Regions from separate parts of the Mus musculus genome. Here regions 2, 3 and 4 are each linked to region 1. Evidence: chromatin contacts called from public HiChIP or PLAC-seq and promoter capture Hi-C data. All regions are on one chromosome and are shown on one strand. Each heading gives the region's core, a stretch centred on a gene start, on an enhancer-like site or on the middle of the called end of the contact. The rest is flanking DNA. Distances are from core to core; before and after follow the strand shown. Region 1 holds the start of Cdh24 (cadherin-like 24). Region 2 holds the start of Ripk3 (receptor-interacting serine-threonine kinase 3). Region 3 holds the start of Tgm1 (transglutaminase 1, K polypeptide). Region 4 holds the start of Nfatc4 (nuclear factor of activated T cells, cytoplasmic, calcineurin dependent 4).

Region 1 (3,408 bases), core at 244-2,743:
GGTGACCGAGAGCGGGAGAGGGAGCGAGACCGAGACCGAGGCAGGGAGAGGGATCGCAGAGACACCAAGCGCCACAGCAGAAGCCGGAGTCGAAGCACACCTGTACGGGACCGGGGTGGGCGCCGCTAGCCAAGAAAACACTAGAGAGCTGCAGGTACCTGCCACTTGGTCCTGGGAGGTCAAAGGCCACAGAGGGATAGGTACAGTCACCACCACCCTGGAACCAAGGGTCTCACACCATTGCTCAGTGCTGAACTATAACTGCCACACGTCCCCTCATATCAAATGGAGCAGTGGCAATCTCCCTGTTCCCCAACCTAACTCTTGGAACTTGGCCCTCTCCTTTCTTCCTGTTAAGTCTGAGAGGGAAGAGCTAGGCTATGAAGGGAAGATGTGGCCGTACGTGGGAATAACCAGTGTCCCACGCTCATTTTCCCTCCATCCTGCGTTCCGCCTCCCTTGGTACTCAGCCTTTTGGGGACAGCTGGGGCCAGGACTGGGTCACCTATGAGCTGAATCAGCCTCTCCTGAGTCCCAGGCCCCTGCAGTCCCCTGTTCTCTGGCCTGCAGTCTCTTGCCCGCTGGTTCCACTTTATAGCCACCTTTTCCTTTTGTTCAATTTTTATTTTTATTTTTTTTATTATTAAATGATGTGGTCTATGGAAAAATAAAAATCTGACTTAGTTTTGACTAGCATTTGAGTGCCTTTCCTTGGGAAGAGTTTGGGTGAAAGGGGAAGGTGAATGGCTGTGACGGTGGGCATCTGCGTTCTTCTGGGGCAGCGGCCTTCCTCGGGAACCTTCATCCCCACTTTGTCTCTAATCAGTCCAAAGCTGTATGTCTTTTTACTCTGGGAAATAGGGTGGCCTGTTTCTTTTGCAGTACCCCAACAGCCGGCAGGGTCGGCCTCCCGGTCCCCCTGCACAATTAGGCATTTGGTCGCCCTTCAAGGTGCTTCCCACAACTGCCACCAGGGGGTGCACACACTCTTTAGATCTTGCAAAGAGCTTCCCCAAAAAAGGTTCTCACTGCCCACCGTTATCTTTCCCCTGTCCCTGGCGAGCTCCCTAGACTCCTGCTTCCCCTGCCATCCTGAAGTTCACCCTAGCTGACTGAACTCGCCGTCGTGACCCGCACAAGGTCCTGAGTCGGTAGCCTCGCAGCCGCACCCGAATCCAGAACGTGAAGCCGGGTCTCCCGCAGTGCTCTCCCAGCGCCCCGCCTCACGGTGTGCCTCCGCAGGTGCTGTGCTGGCCGATCGTGTTGAGTCTCCTCCGCCAGGCCCTGGGAATAATAGCCTAGCCGTGCTACCCCTGTACCTTGCCGTGCTGCGGGCTGGCCCGGGAGGGGCCCCGCATCTGTATGCGCCCAGCAGCCCGGGAGCCGCGGGGGCGGGGACTGGCTGGGGAGGGTCGGAGGCAGGGCTCTCCTCTCCCGCGCGAGCCGCCTCTCCTCGGCAGGCGGAGCCTCCTTCCCCCGCCCCCTCCGTCTCGCTCCCTTGTTCTCGCCGGGGCCGCTCAGACCTGCAGCGGAGCCGCGGCGCCGGCTTGGATCGGCTTGGGGCTGTGCCCCCGGGAGCCAGCGACGGAGGCGGGCGGGGCGCTGTTCGCGGTCCCGGGCCCCTCGGTAGTGCCAGGTAAGGGCGCCTGCCCGGGTCGGGAATCCTCGCGGGGGCAGCGGGGGGTCCGCAGCTTGCGGTGCGCTCTGGCTGAGAGCCGTGCCGGCTCGGTTCTCCCGCGCTCTGCTCTCTCCCATCTCACACACCTCTCTCCCTTTGCCTCCCGATTTTTCTTCACCCTTCCGCCTCTCTGCCCCTTCTCTCTCCCTCTTGCCCTGTCTCTTCCCACCTCTTCTGCCTTTTTCTTCCTTTACCTTTCTCCTCTTTTCCCGCTCTCCTTTCCTCTCTCTCATTACCTCCCTCTCCTTTCCTCTCCTCTCCTCGTTCCCTCCTGCTATCCTGTTTCCCCACTCCTCCGTTTCCTTCCTTCTCTCCTCTTCGTCCCGCCTACCTCTCTGGTCCCCTGCTGCCCTCTGGCTTCTTTTCTCTGGGGAGCAAACGGCCTGTCAGGTGTGTGTCTGCTCTGGGGAAGGAGGAGGGGCACAGCTACCTGACCATGGGCCCCTTCAGGAGGAGGGAGAGAAATGGGAAGGGTCCTCTCTCTCCACCTCCTTTCCCGCAGCCCCTCCCTACCTCTACTGCTCCTAGTAGCTTACTCTACCAGAATGAAGTTCCGAGGCCTGATCTCACACACACACACACATACACACACACACAGAGAGAGAGAGAGAGAGAGAGAGAGAGAGAGAGAGAGAGAGAGAGAGAGAGAGAGAGAGAGAGAGAGAGAGAGAGAGAGAGAGAGAGAGAAAGGTTCACCTGCCCCTACCAGTTCCCAAGCCTGGTACCCAGGACTCCTCTCTGCCTTTCAGACACTCAGGCTGCTTCCCTGATGTCTTTGCTTTTCTCTCTTGCTGCCCTTCTCTCTCCGTGGTCTGTCTGTTTCTCATCTGGTCTTCCCCATCTGCCAGACCCTCCCAGATTCTTGGCCCCAAGCCTTCAATCACGCTGTCTCTGGCCCCTGGGTCAGCCTCCACTTCACCTCTCTTGGTCCCCCTGCACTGCCTGCAGCCCTGTTCCCAATTCTTCCAGATGTAGCCCCACTCTGTTCCCTTAGACCAATTCCCCTTAAAGACCGAGACTGGCAGAATGGGCTGGAGACAGTCTGGAGACGTGGGGTTCCTCAGGGGCAGGGGAGGCTTTCCTGAGTCCAGCCCGACTCAAGCTGCACTCACTCCTTGTCTTTGAGCCTGACCCTCTGGATAAGGAAGGCTGTGTGTTGATGAATACCAACCTCTCAGTTTTAAGCCCTTTCTGTCGGTCCATCTACCTTTTCTAGTCCCCTAGCTGTGTGCCCAGGCTAGAAAAGGAACAAGATTTGAAATTCCAAGTCCCTTCAGCATTCTCCTCTCCTTTTCCCTGACAGCTTTCCAGAGTTGGCCGACCTGAGATTTATGGGCTTGGAGGGGCTGGAGGTGGATCCAGGCAGAGCCTGGGAGGAAGGCTCAGGCTGTCTGTCTTGGACTGGGTTCTGGGCAGTGGGGTGTCTGGTTTCTTAGAGAGCTGGGCTTCGGTATCTAATTCGGGAGAAGAGTACGATTCAGGCTTTCCTTGATCCTGAGCAGCTACCTGTCCTACAGGTGTGGATCCATGGGGTAGCCTCAACGCGTCTTCCCCAGCCAGCTCATGGGCCACCTGGCCCTGCCCAGCCTCGGCACCTGGGGCCAGTGAACAAGAGCCCTGGCTGGATTACAAACATGTGGGGCCTTGTGAGGCTCCTGCTGGCCTGGCTGGGTGGCTGGGGCTGCATGGGGCGCCTGGCAGCTCCAGTCCCAGCCTGGGCAGGGTCCAGG
Region 2 (3,255 bases), core at 332-2,831, 1.1 Mb before region 1:
AGACCAACCGCTCATCTTCACTGATGAGCCATCTCTCCAGCCCCTACCTTAAACTCATTTTTACTTATTTATTTAGAGACAAGGTTTTGCTATGTAGCTAACCTGGCCTCAAACTCCTTATGTAGACCAGGCTGGTCCTAGAGGTCTGCCTGCCTCTGCTTCCTGAGGGCTGGGATTAAAGGTGTGCACCACCAGTCCTGTTACCCAACAGTCTGACACTCTAGGATCTTGAAAAGCTTTCATGGAGAATATATGCCATGCTTGCCTGAAGCATGAATCAGAGTATTTACTTGCCAAAGGTATCACACAAGGGGAAGGGTGGGAAGCCCTTAGAGCTGCTACAGAGGCCATCACAGCAGCAGTGGCTCGATTGCAGGGCCAGCACACCTATCCTCATTACAACACCCTGGCATAGACCCTGGGCCTTCCAGCTCCACAACCCCTACTTAGTAGCTGCTCTTGCTGAGCAGGGATTCCAAGAGGTCCTTTAGTGCATACTGCGTGCCTCATACCTTACCTGCACCACAGGTAGATTTATATAGCCCAGAGGCATTGTCAAGAAGAATAAGCTAACTTGAGCTGGAGTGTGTGTGTGTGTGTGTGTGTGTGTGTGTGTGTGCCGCTTAGTAGGCAAAATTCTTGTCATGCAAGCATGAGGACCTGAACTCATATTCCCACAACTAAAGTGACATTGGGGACAGTAGCCCATGTATACCATGCCAGTGTTCCTACAGCAAGATGAGAGACAGGAGAATACTGGGACATTAACAGGCTAACACATAGCATTATGCACACAGCAGAGAACAAACTGACCCTATCTCAAACAAGGTCGAACACCTACACACACACACACACACACACACACACACACACACCATGACATGCACCCCTTCACCACATGCATGGTCATGCACACACATAAATAAATTTTAAGATAAATAAGAAAGCCAAGCATGGTGGCGTACACCTTTAATCCCAGCATTTAGTCAGGAGGCAGATGCAGATGGCTCTCTGTGAGTTTGAGTCAACCTGGTCTGTATACTCGAGTCCCAGATCAACCAGGGCTCCAAAAAGAGACCCTGTCTCAAAAGTAAGTAAGTAAGTAAGTAAGTAAGTAAGTAAGTAAATAAATAAATAAATAAATAAATAAAATAAGGGCTACCTTGGTGGAGCAGAACTCGGTTCTAAACTAGTCCCATACTTACTTGGCCAAGCGATTTAAACTTTAAGTACTTGGGTTTCCTCCTCTATAGAAAAGAAAACACGGTTGATCTAAGAAGCCAGTATGTGTACCTGGCCCAAGACAACCCTTACTAGAAGCGTTACTCCGTGATCTTAGGACCATAAAATCCTCCTGATCTCCATCCTCCCTTCATCAAAATGTGGTTGGCAAGCGGTGGAGCTAAGGGGTCCAAGAGAGACTGGCTATCGTGGGGAGTCAATCGTTCCTGGATGGTGAGGACACCTTTTGTGGCACGCCCAGTGCCTGGGCGCTTCTCGGGTGGAAGCAGTTTCAAGGCACGTGCACAGGAAATAGCCCCAAAGTTTTCAATGCTCCACCCCAGGGGGCGGAGATAGAAGGAGCCTCTTATTTGAAAGGGAAGTTGTGAAGTCGCTCATTCAAAGTCCGGGGGAGCGACCTGGGAAGCGGAATTCGGGGCCTGAACCTCCGTGCCTTGACCTACTGATTGTTCCCTTTGCAGACCCTGCCTTCCTCTCAGTCCACACTCCGAGCCGTAGACGTCGGGTTTCCAGCTCCGTCTGTGCACACATAACTCCAGGAAGCCGCTAGCTCCCGACGATGTCTTCTGTCAAGTTATGGTGAGTGGGGAGTGAGCTGTGTCTCCGGCACACCCACACAGGTGGCCCGGGGACACACTCAAAGGACGCCTTTTCTGAGGCAGGGGACAAAGCTGGGGGTGAGGCGGGCAGCAGTGGGGAGGCTAGACTCGCTGCCTACGCTGCCCACGCGCAGTCACGGAATCCCGGAGCTTGGGAGACAGAGGATGCGCTAGGCTGGGGGATGGGCCCCCTACCGGACAAGAACCTTTCTCAGGCCTACTGGTGCGTCAGCGGTTCCTCTGGTGAGCCGTGAAGAACTGAAGAAGCTGGAGTTTGTGGGTAAAGGAGGGTTCGGAGTCGTGTTCCGGGCACACCACAGAACATGGAACCATGATGTAGCAGTCAAGATCGTGAACTCGTGAGTGACCCCAGCTGTAGTCAGAGTGTGGTCACGAGCCTGAGTGGGGCAAGGGTGGGGTCTTCCAGAGCGCAATCCAATTTTGGCCCCCTTTCGGCGTGTAGGAAGAAGATATCCTGGGAGGTGAAGGCTATGGTTAATCTTCGTAATGAGAACGTTCTGCTCCTGCTGGGGGTCACTGAGGACCTCCAGTGGGACTTCGTGTCCGGGCAGGCTCTGGTGACAAGATTCATGGAGAATGGCTCCCTCGCAGGGCTGCTGCAACCCGAGTGCCCTCGGCCCTGGCCACTCCTCTGTCGCCTGCTGCAGGAAGTGGTGCTGGGGATGTGCTACCTACACAGCTTGAACCCTCCGCTCCTGCACCGGGACCTCAAGCCCTCTAACATTCTGCTGGATCCAGAGCTCCACGCCAAGGTTAGTCCATCTACAACCTAGTGTAGACTTGGGACCATGTTGAGTACCTGTCCCTCTGAATACAAGACTACACACATGACAAGACCCAACTAGGAGTTTTATTTCTAGTCATACCAGGTGACCCTCCTTACCAGACGCCCTTCTTAACCCCCTGGCTCAGTTCCACAGGCCTAATGCACCCTCACGGACCCAGGCTGACTTATCTCAGGCCTGCCCATCAGCAACTCAGATCTCCTGCTAAGTTCTCAATGACTTTACCTTCCCTCTGGTCCTCCATAACACCTTCCAAAAAGCTGAGGCTGCTGCATCTTCTGGGGAGCAAGAGAGGGAAAAATCTCTGACCCCCCCCTTCATCTAATACCTTCCCTTTCCTTTCCTTTACAGCTAGCAGATTTTGGCCTGTCCACGTTTCAGGGAGGGTCCCAGTCAGGGTCAGGATCAGGATCAGGATCCAGGGACTCTGGGGGCACCCTAGCGTACTTGGACCCAGAGCTGTTATTTGATGTCAACCTGAAGGCTTCTAAAGCGAGTGATGTCTACAGGTAAACCATCCACCCCAAACACACTCCAAATCTCTATACCAATTTGGGCCCTTCTAAAGGGAATGATACAGGAAAGAAGTCTCGCCAGAGGCCATCTAA
Region 3 (3,215 bases), core at 447-2,946, 1.1 Mb before region 1:
GCTCAGGGGTTAGGGCAATGAGTCAACCTTAGCATAGTGGGAAAAGAGGGTGACTGGTTAAAAGAAGAAGAGTGTAGCAAAACCAGGCACTTTCCTGCTTCACTGGAATCTGCCGGGCACACGTGTGCTCACATGCCCCGCCCCTTGAAGCCACTCCTCTTCTTGTATCCTAAGTGATACACAAACAGTCCCCAAGTGAAGCCCTTTGGCTGACCCGCCACACACCTGCCTTGAATTTTGGTCTTCATTGCTATGTGTTAGAAGTCTGCTAGGTTCCAAGGCTTGCCAGCTGAACAGGGAAAAACTCACACCATGCTTACTGTCAGCCTTCTTCTGTAATCCCAGCACTTGGGAGGTTAAAGCAGGAGAGTTACTGTGAGCTCAAAGTCTGCCTGGGCTATATGTGAGATCATTTCAAAACAAACAAAAAACAAAAACAAACAAAAAAACCAAACAACCAATCAGTGTATATGTAGATCCTGGAGCTGTTCCTACTTCCCTGGATACCTTTGTACAGGATACATTTCCAAACAGATTGCTGCCTAGGATGCTGCTTTGTGTCTGTCTTTCTTTTCTTTTCTTTTCTTTTCTTTTCTTTTCTTTTCTTTTTCTTTCTTTTTTTTTTTTTTTTTTTGCCAATGCTATTTTCACTATCTTTGATGGTGGCCCATGGAGCGGAGTGAAGAGGTCCTAGTTGTCGGTGCGGTGCCTCGGACAGGGCCAGAGAGAGCCTCCCTAAAGCTGTCTGGCTCCTCTCTGCCTTGGGGCAGTTTTAATGACATCTCTGACGGTTCACCCAGAGCCAGGGCAGGAGCTGGAAAGGACAGAGAGTGTGTTCCTGGAGCCGGTTGGTCTGGATTCTCAAGAAGAATTCCAGGCTGCAAATGAGGGGAAATGCTTACCTCCAGCTGATGAGACACTCTCAGTGAAAGAAGGGAATACCAGGTAGCCTGGGGAGGAGGCTCCTGTCCACCCAGACCTGAAAGCAAGCCAAGACCTAAGCCTTCCCGAGACTTTCAAGCTGGGAGGATCTCGAACTTAGAAGAAACAGAGATAGCCCACTCATTCTGGGGGCTGTGGAACAGCTGAAAGAGAGACAGAAGGGTGCAGTATGCTGAGGGGCATGAGAAGACCTGGTAGAGCTGGCTGGTCAGGGACTGACAGGTGGAGCCAGTTTGAGGGCCTGGCCGCTGATGTCATCTGTCTGCAGCCTGAGGTACTGGGACCTTCCTAGGCAAAAGAAGTTCCAGTCCCAGGGACCAGTTTCACAGGGCCAAGCCCGGTGGGTGCTACAAGAGAGCTTAGCAGCAGGGCCCTCTGAGAGCAAAAGGAGGCATCTCCAGCTAGGGAACAGATCTGCCCTGCAGGCCTGAGTGGAAGAGCCCTTCTCTTTGCTCTCTGAACACCTAGTGTGGTAAGAATCAAGTTGGTGTGGGATCCGTCACCAAACGCCTTTCCTTTTCACTTCAGCCTCAGGTCTGACAGAACTTTGATCCGGACCCCCTCCTTAGCATGACCTCAGTTCCTAGAAAGGAGAAAGTGGGTGGAGCCAGTCTTTCCCGCCCCTACCAGAGGACAGCCCCCAGAGACTGGCCTCTTGACAGGAGGGATGAAGCAACCCTCTTCCCCTTTTCCCAGAAACTCGGCCCCGCCTCCCCTCCCCTCATAAACTGCTTACCCGGCCCGCCCTACACCTTCCACTCGCGTGGCTACGTCCAGCCTGTTGGTCCCGTCCCAAACGCCCTGACCTGCTCCACCCGGGCCCGGGACCCGGTGGTGCCATCACCAACACCGCTGCCAGGTGAGAGGCTCCAGCTTACACCTTACCTCAGTGCTGAGCCACAGCGGGCCTTCGCTGTCAAGGGACACACAGCCCAAGCCCAGAAAGGACCGATCTCCAGTGCGTACCTGCTGTGGGCTGAGACCCAATTTTCCTGGGGCCAAACTCTGCTTACGCCTGCTGTGCCATCTCCGCAGCCCTGCCTGAAGTTTGTCCAGACGTGAGGCATGTCGGGGGACTCTGACCCCTATGCCTCCTACCTGCTGTTAAATAGTCCTAGAGGCTGGACCTCTAAACTGAGAAGCCAGCGGGTGGAGAGACCGATATATACAGGGTTTGGAGGTGTTCTCTTAGGCAACTGTGCATTTCCTCAGATGGATCTTCAATGGTTTCTCCACTGGACATCTGTTTTTTAGTATGATTTGAGAGTGTCTATAGCAAGGTGGAGAGGAGGTTTTTCTCTGCAATATAAGGTGCTTCTTCTGGGTGACTGAATAGGGTCTTTGGGGCATCTCAGGGTGAGAATGTGATTATCCCAGTCACCTAGCTGGTACTGAACCAATTTCTCTGGATAGAGTTTCTGGGTGGGTGGGATGGACATCCCAGGCACAGGAGATCTGAGTGAATGAGCACCCTCTGTCTCTTCTACACAGGCACAATGGAAGGTCCTCGCTCAGACGTGGGCCGCTGGGGCAGGAGCCCCTGGCAGCCCCCTACAACACCGTCACCGGAGCCAGAGCCGGTGCCGGAGCCAGACAGACGCTCGCGCTCCCGCCGAGGAGGAGGCCGCTCCTTCTGGGCTCGTTGTTGTGGCTGCTGCTCATGTGGGAACAGAGGGGACGATGACTGGGGACCTGAACCTTCTGGCTCCAGAAGCAGAGGGACCAGCTCCCGGGGTAGGGACTCTCGGGGTGGCCGAAGACCCGAGTCTCGGGGCAGTGGTGTAAATGCAGCTGGAGATGGCACCATCCGAGGTGAGATTACACACCTTAACCTAGAGCTGAGCCTTTATGGAACCTAAGGTTTATCCTGGCATCTCTAAGGGGGCTTCTGAGACTTCTGAGGAGGGACTGGGCTCTTCGTGAACTCTTCACTGACCCATGGATGTGGTTTCACAGAGGGAATGCTGGTTGTGACTGGTGTGGATCTGCTGTGCTCACGATCAGACCAGAACCGCCGAGAGCACCACACGGATGAGTTTGAATATGATGAGCTGATTGTGCGCCGTGGGCAGCCCTTCCACATGATCCTTTTCTTGAACCGGGAATATGAGTCCTCTGATCGCATTGCCCTTGAGCTCCTCATTGGTGAGTGGGACCTGGAATGGGAAGGGTAAAGCCCCTAGACTTGAAGGGCTGGTGTTAGGTTAGAGAGGTCTTTAGGCTCCTCCCCGGCACTCCTCACCTCTGCCAAAAGAGGCTGGTGCCGGATTCAT
Region 4 (3,252 bases), core at 3-2,502, 1.2 Mb before region 1:
TCCCCTAGTCTCCGGACAAAAGCAAAGTTGAACATCACAAGACAGAAAAGAGATACAGGCATGCCAGGACCTCATACTCTAACACTCTGGTCCTGGGCAGGTGGGCTGGGGTGGTTTGGGGAATTCTAGAGCCAGGCCTGGAGGTGTGCTTGCCCAGGCTCTGGGCTGGGCTGGGGGCGACTCACACATGAACCCAATTAGCGACGGTTCCCAAACCCCCAAATGGTGCTGGCAGAAACCCCAGTTACCATCGCAACTGTGGCCTGGGGGTGGGAGGGATGGGGGCATGTCTGTGGTGACGAGGGGAGGTGACTCCTCCCTCGCCCCCCCCAAAGGGGGCGGGGGTGCAGTCGAAGGGTGATGCGTGCGGGGCCCAGCCAACGGGGGGGGGGGGGAGAGGGGGTAGCGGGCAGCGCGGATTCCGTGCAAGCGGCGGCCGCCGCCCCCGACTCGTTCCCCGCCATCTGCCTCTCATTGCGGCCAGACAGGGGGAGGGGGAGGGGTGTCCCTGCGCTGCCCGAGGGAGCCCCCAGCCCCAGGCGTCGCGTCTGCAGAACCAGGCCTAGGTCCTAAAGCCTTTAACTCCAGGGCCAAACCTCCCCTTCCCAAGCCGGCACCTCCGGCTCTTGGGGGCCAAGGTTCCCTTCCGCACCCCATCCCAGAGACAGTCGGCCTAGCCGGCAGGCGGCGCATAGCCAACAACACCCCCACTCCCACCCCAGTTAGGACCTAAAAAGGAAAAAAAAATGATGCCGTGGCCCCCAGCCTCACTTCCACAGCCTTGGTAGTCCCTCAGCTCCCTTCATCCTCTGACCCACCTCACCCTCTCACACACCCCAGGCTCCCAAACTGGAGATTTCCTGGCCCTTCGGTCACTGGCCAAAAGACCCCTACCCAGCCCCGCACTAACCTTCCCCAGGACCCCCAGGGCCCAGCGGGGGGGGCTCCTTTTCCTCTCCGAACACCAGCTTAAATTCCAGCTCCTCATCCTCGCAGCTTGCGGCCCCCATGGATCCGGCCGGAGCCCCCAGGTCCCGCCTGGGTGGGAGGGGGAAGCTCTGGACGCTGCTGTAGCTTCACGCGAGGGTAGCTCCCTCCCTCCCTTTCTCTGAGACGCCCCCTCTTCTGTCGCTGCCGCCTCCCTCCGGACGCCCCCTCGTTATTATAGAAACTTTTCCAAACTTTTTTCTCCCAAACTTCTTCAAAGCGGCCCCCCCCCAGCCTGTCTCTGATTGGTTACCCGGGATGCACCGGCCCCTCCTCCATGGATGAGATGGGAAAACCACGCGCCCCTAGTTCCCCCCCCCCCCGCCCCCGGTCATCTCTCCAGTCCCACCCCCTCCAAAGAGGGAGAAAAAACTGAATTGGAAAATGGTCCCTTCAAACGTTATAGAACCCTAATGGTACCTATTGGCCCACAGTTGTGACAATCATTTCCCACCGAAAGCCCAAACCTCAGCCTATTTAGTCCCAGCGTAGGGGGTGGGGAGGTCCGGGTCCCCTCGCCTTAAAGAGGCCATATTTTTGTCACCCGTCCCCCATTGTAGCAGGCCCACGGTACATTCTGAAGAGCAGGATAGCCAAAATCTCCCAAGAAAGGGCACCTCACTGTCCTTTCCATCCAAATCTTGAGTTGAAGAGAGATCTGGGATTGAGAGAGGCTCTGAGCTGCTCTGTAGAGGAGGCCATTCCTCCACCCTCGCTGAGACCACTCTACCTGGACCTCCAAGGAGCCTTTGCAGTTCTTAGCCACCACCTCCACAAGCCACCCCCCACCATTCCCTTAAGATGAAGAACTTCTAGCTGTCCCAGAAGCCTCTCAGAACTTTCGAACCCCAGGAAGCCTTTGAAGGCCCATAGCCCGCTGGGCGTAGATCCAGGCCAGGCTTTGCTGATACCCTTGTCCCAGCCACCTAGATAGGCCATTAATTAGCCTTGGAGGAGATAGTCGGCTCCTTCGTCCCAAAAGCTGCAGATCTCTGGGCTCGCTGATCCCAAGACGTTCTGCTCCCGGCCATCCTAAATTCCTGGCCGGGTTTAGAAAAGGCCAGAAGCTAAAAACTTAGGCCCACCGGCTGGACACCTGTCACCTGGGCAGGGAAGGAAGACCCGGTCAGGAGTTTCTAGGAAGGGCGAGCATAAAGAGGTCCCATTTGGAAGAGAAAGAATAGAACGGGAGATTCTTGATTCGGACTGGAGGCGCTGCAAGACAGGGGAGCAGTCACCATTCTCCTTGCATGCTTACCACATGCTCCAAACTTCCCTAATAAACCTGGCAAATCTCCAGTCTCTAAATCTCTCAGGCTCCGACCCGCGTCCCCCAACAGCAAACCCCAGTCCAGCACCTAAAGGGTTAAGCGCCGGCCCTCTGGTCAGACGTTTACAAACACTCGGGAGCCGGGCGGGGACCGCGCCCATTACTCTAATGAGAAACAGGCTCTGCGGGGCAGAGGGAAGGGGGGCTGGCCTGGCGGGCCTCAGCTCCTTGGCGGCGGAGGCGGCGCCCCTCCCTCCCCTCAGTCCTCCCTCGAGCCAGTCCTGGGGACCCCCCCAGCCCCCGGGGACCCCAGTGACGTGCGGCGCTGCCCCGGCTGCAAGCCCAGGGCCGCGAGGCGGGAGGGGCAGGGAGGAGAAGCTTGGCGGGCGGGAGAGAAGAATGTTCCGAGGCCGAGCCGGGAGAGGGCCTGGTTTGATTCCCCCCTCCCCGCCCCCCTCTCTCCCCTTGGGTTCTTCTCAGGTTACATTCCCGTCTTGCTTCACCTCCGAACTGGAGGAACTCACGGTTAGGGGGCGCGAGGAACACCTCGAGAACATCTACCACCCTGCACCTAAGAGAAGGGTGGGCAGAGGTGGGAATCCAAGGAGAACAGACCCGGAAACTCGGCCGGGGCCCTGCTCCCTCATACCCCCCGCTCAGCGGCACAAGCAGACGCGCACATTCTTTTCAAATGTCATATTTCCTTTGATCCTGGGCAGTGTTTCTCCATATGTCTGGCTCAGCCTCTGCCCAGCAAACCACCTCCCCACCCACCCCGCTTTGTTTTCCTGGAGAACCCTCCCCCTTCCCTCGTCTGGAAGACCAGGGCTGGCTGACTTCGACTTTCTTTCCCTTCTCCTCCCAGTGACTCAATTTCCCCACCGTGGTGTTGCAAAAGAAAGGAGGCAGAAGAGAGAACAGTTTGGCGCGAGTGAGGTATTAATGTCAATGATTTCTCAGAAAGACAAACTATTTTGGAGTAGGGCATCTTCTAT

The links. Promoter capture Hi-C pulls out the DNA fragments that hold promoters and counts their contacts. HiChIP or PLAC-seq counts read pairs in DNA pulled down with a chosen protein or histone mark.
Region 2: a contact with region 1 is called in a FOXA1 HiChIP or PLAC-seq map of pancreatic cancer cells. The contact joins the promoter of Ripk3 here to the promoter of Cdh24 in region 1. A contact is called at or near these places in 1 of 39 promoter capture datasets (liver) and 1 of 115 datasets of contacts at active chromatin or transcription factors (pancreatic cancer cells).
Region 3: a FOXA1 HiChIP or PLAC-seq map of pancreatic cancer cells shows a contact between it and region 1. The contact joins the promoter of Tgm1 here to the promoter of Cdh24 in region 1. A contact is called at or near these places in 2 of 39 promoter capture datasets (fetal liver and liver), 1 of 115 datasets of contacts at active chromatin or transcription factors (pancreatic cancer cells) and 1 of 9 other capture datasets (liver).
Region 4: a contact with region 1 is called in a promoter capture Hi-C map of liver, with 2.6 times the contacts expected there. The contact joins the promoter of Nfatc4 here to the promoter of Cdh24 in region 1. A contact is called at or near these places in 4 of 39 promoter capture datasets (cranial neural crest, liver, maxillary cranial neural crest and 1 more).

The regions. Positions count from the first base shown.
Region 1 is chr14:54,639,449-54,642,856 of GRCm38.p6, reverse strand. Cdh24 (cadherin-like 24) reads left to right here and starts at 1,493. Exons shown (of 12, transcript NM_199470.2): 1 at 1,493-1,636; 2 at 3,196-3,408. The coding sequence starts at 3,313. Acin1 (apoptotic chromatin condensation inducer 1) reads left to right here. Exons shown (of 19, transcript NM_023190.3): 19 at 1-696. The coding sequence ends at 129.
Region 2 is chr14:55,787,183-55,790,437 of GRCm38.p6, reverse strand. Ripk3 (receptor-interacting serine-threonine kinase 3) reads left to right here and starts at 1,581. Exons shown (of 10, transcript NM_019955.2): 1 at 1,581-1,821; 2 at 2,057-2,200; 3 at 2,305-2,614; 4 at 2,999-3,156. The coding sequence starts at 1,802. All of the region lies in intron 2 of Gm32092 (a long non-coding RNA gene), which reads right to left.
Region 3 is chr14:55,711,973-55,715,187 of GRCm38.p6, reverse strand. It overlaps Tgm1 (transglutaminase 1, K polypeptide), which reads left to right and starts at 1,696. Exons shown (of 15, transcript NM_001161714.1): 1 at 1,696-1,801; 2 at 2,434-2,754; 3 at 2,899-3,087. The coding sequence starts at 2,439.
Region 4 is chr14:55,822,795-55,826,046 of GRCm38.p6, reverse strand. It overlaps Nfatc4 (nuclear factor of activated T cells, cytoplasmic, calcineurin dependent 4), which reads right to left and starts at 1,252. Exons shown (of 10, transcript NM_023699.3): 1 at 911-1,252. The coding sequence starts at 1,010. It overlaps Gm41159 (a long non-coding RNA gene), which reads left to right and starts at 2,458. Exons shown (of 3, transcript XR_874646.3): 1 at 2,458-2,849; 2 at 3,123-3,193.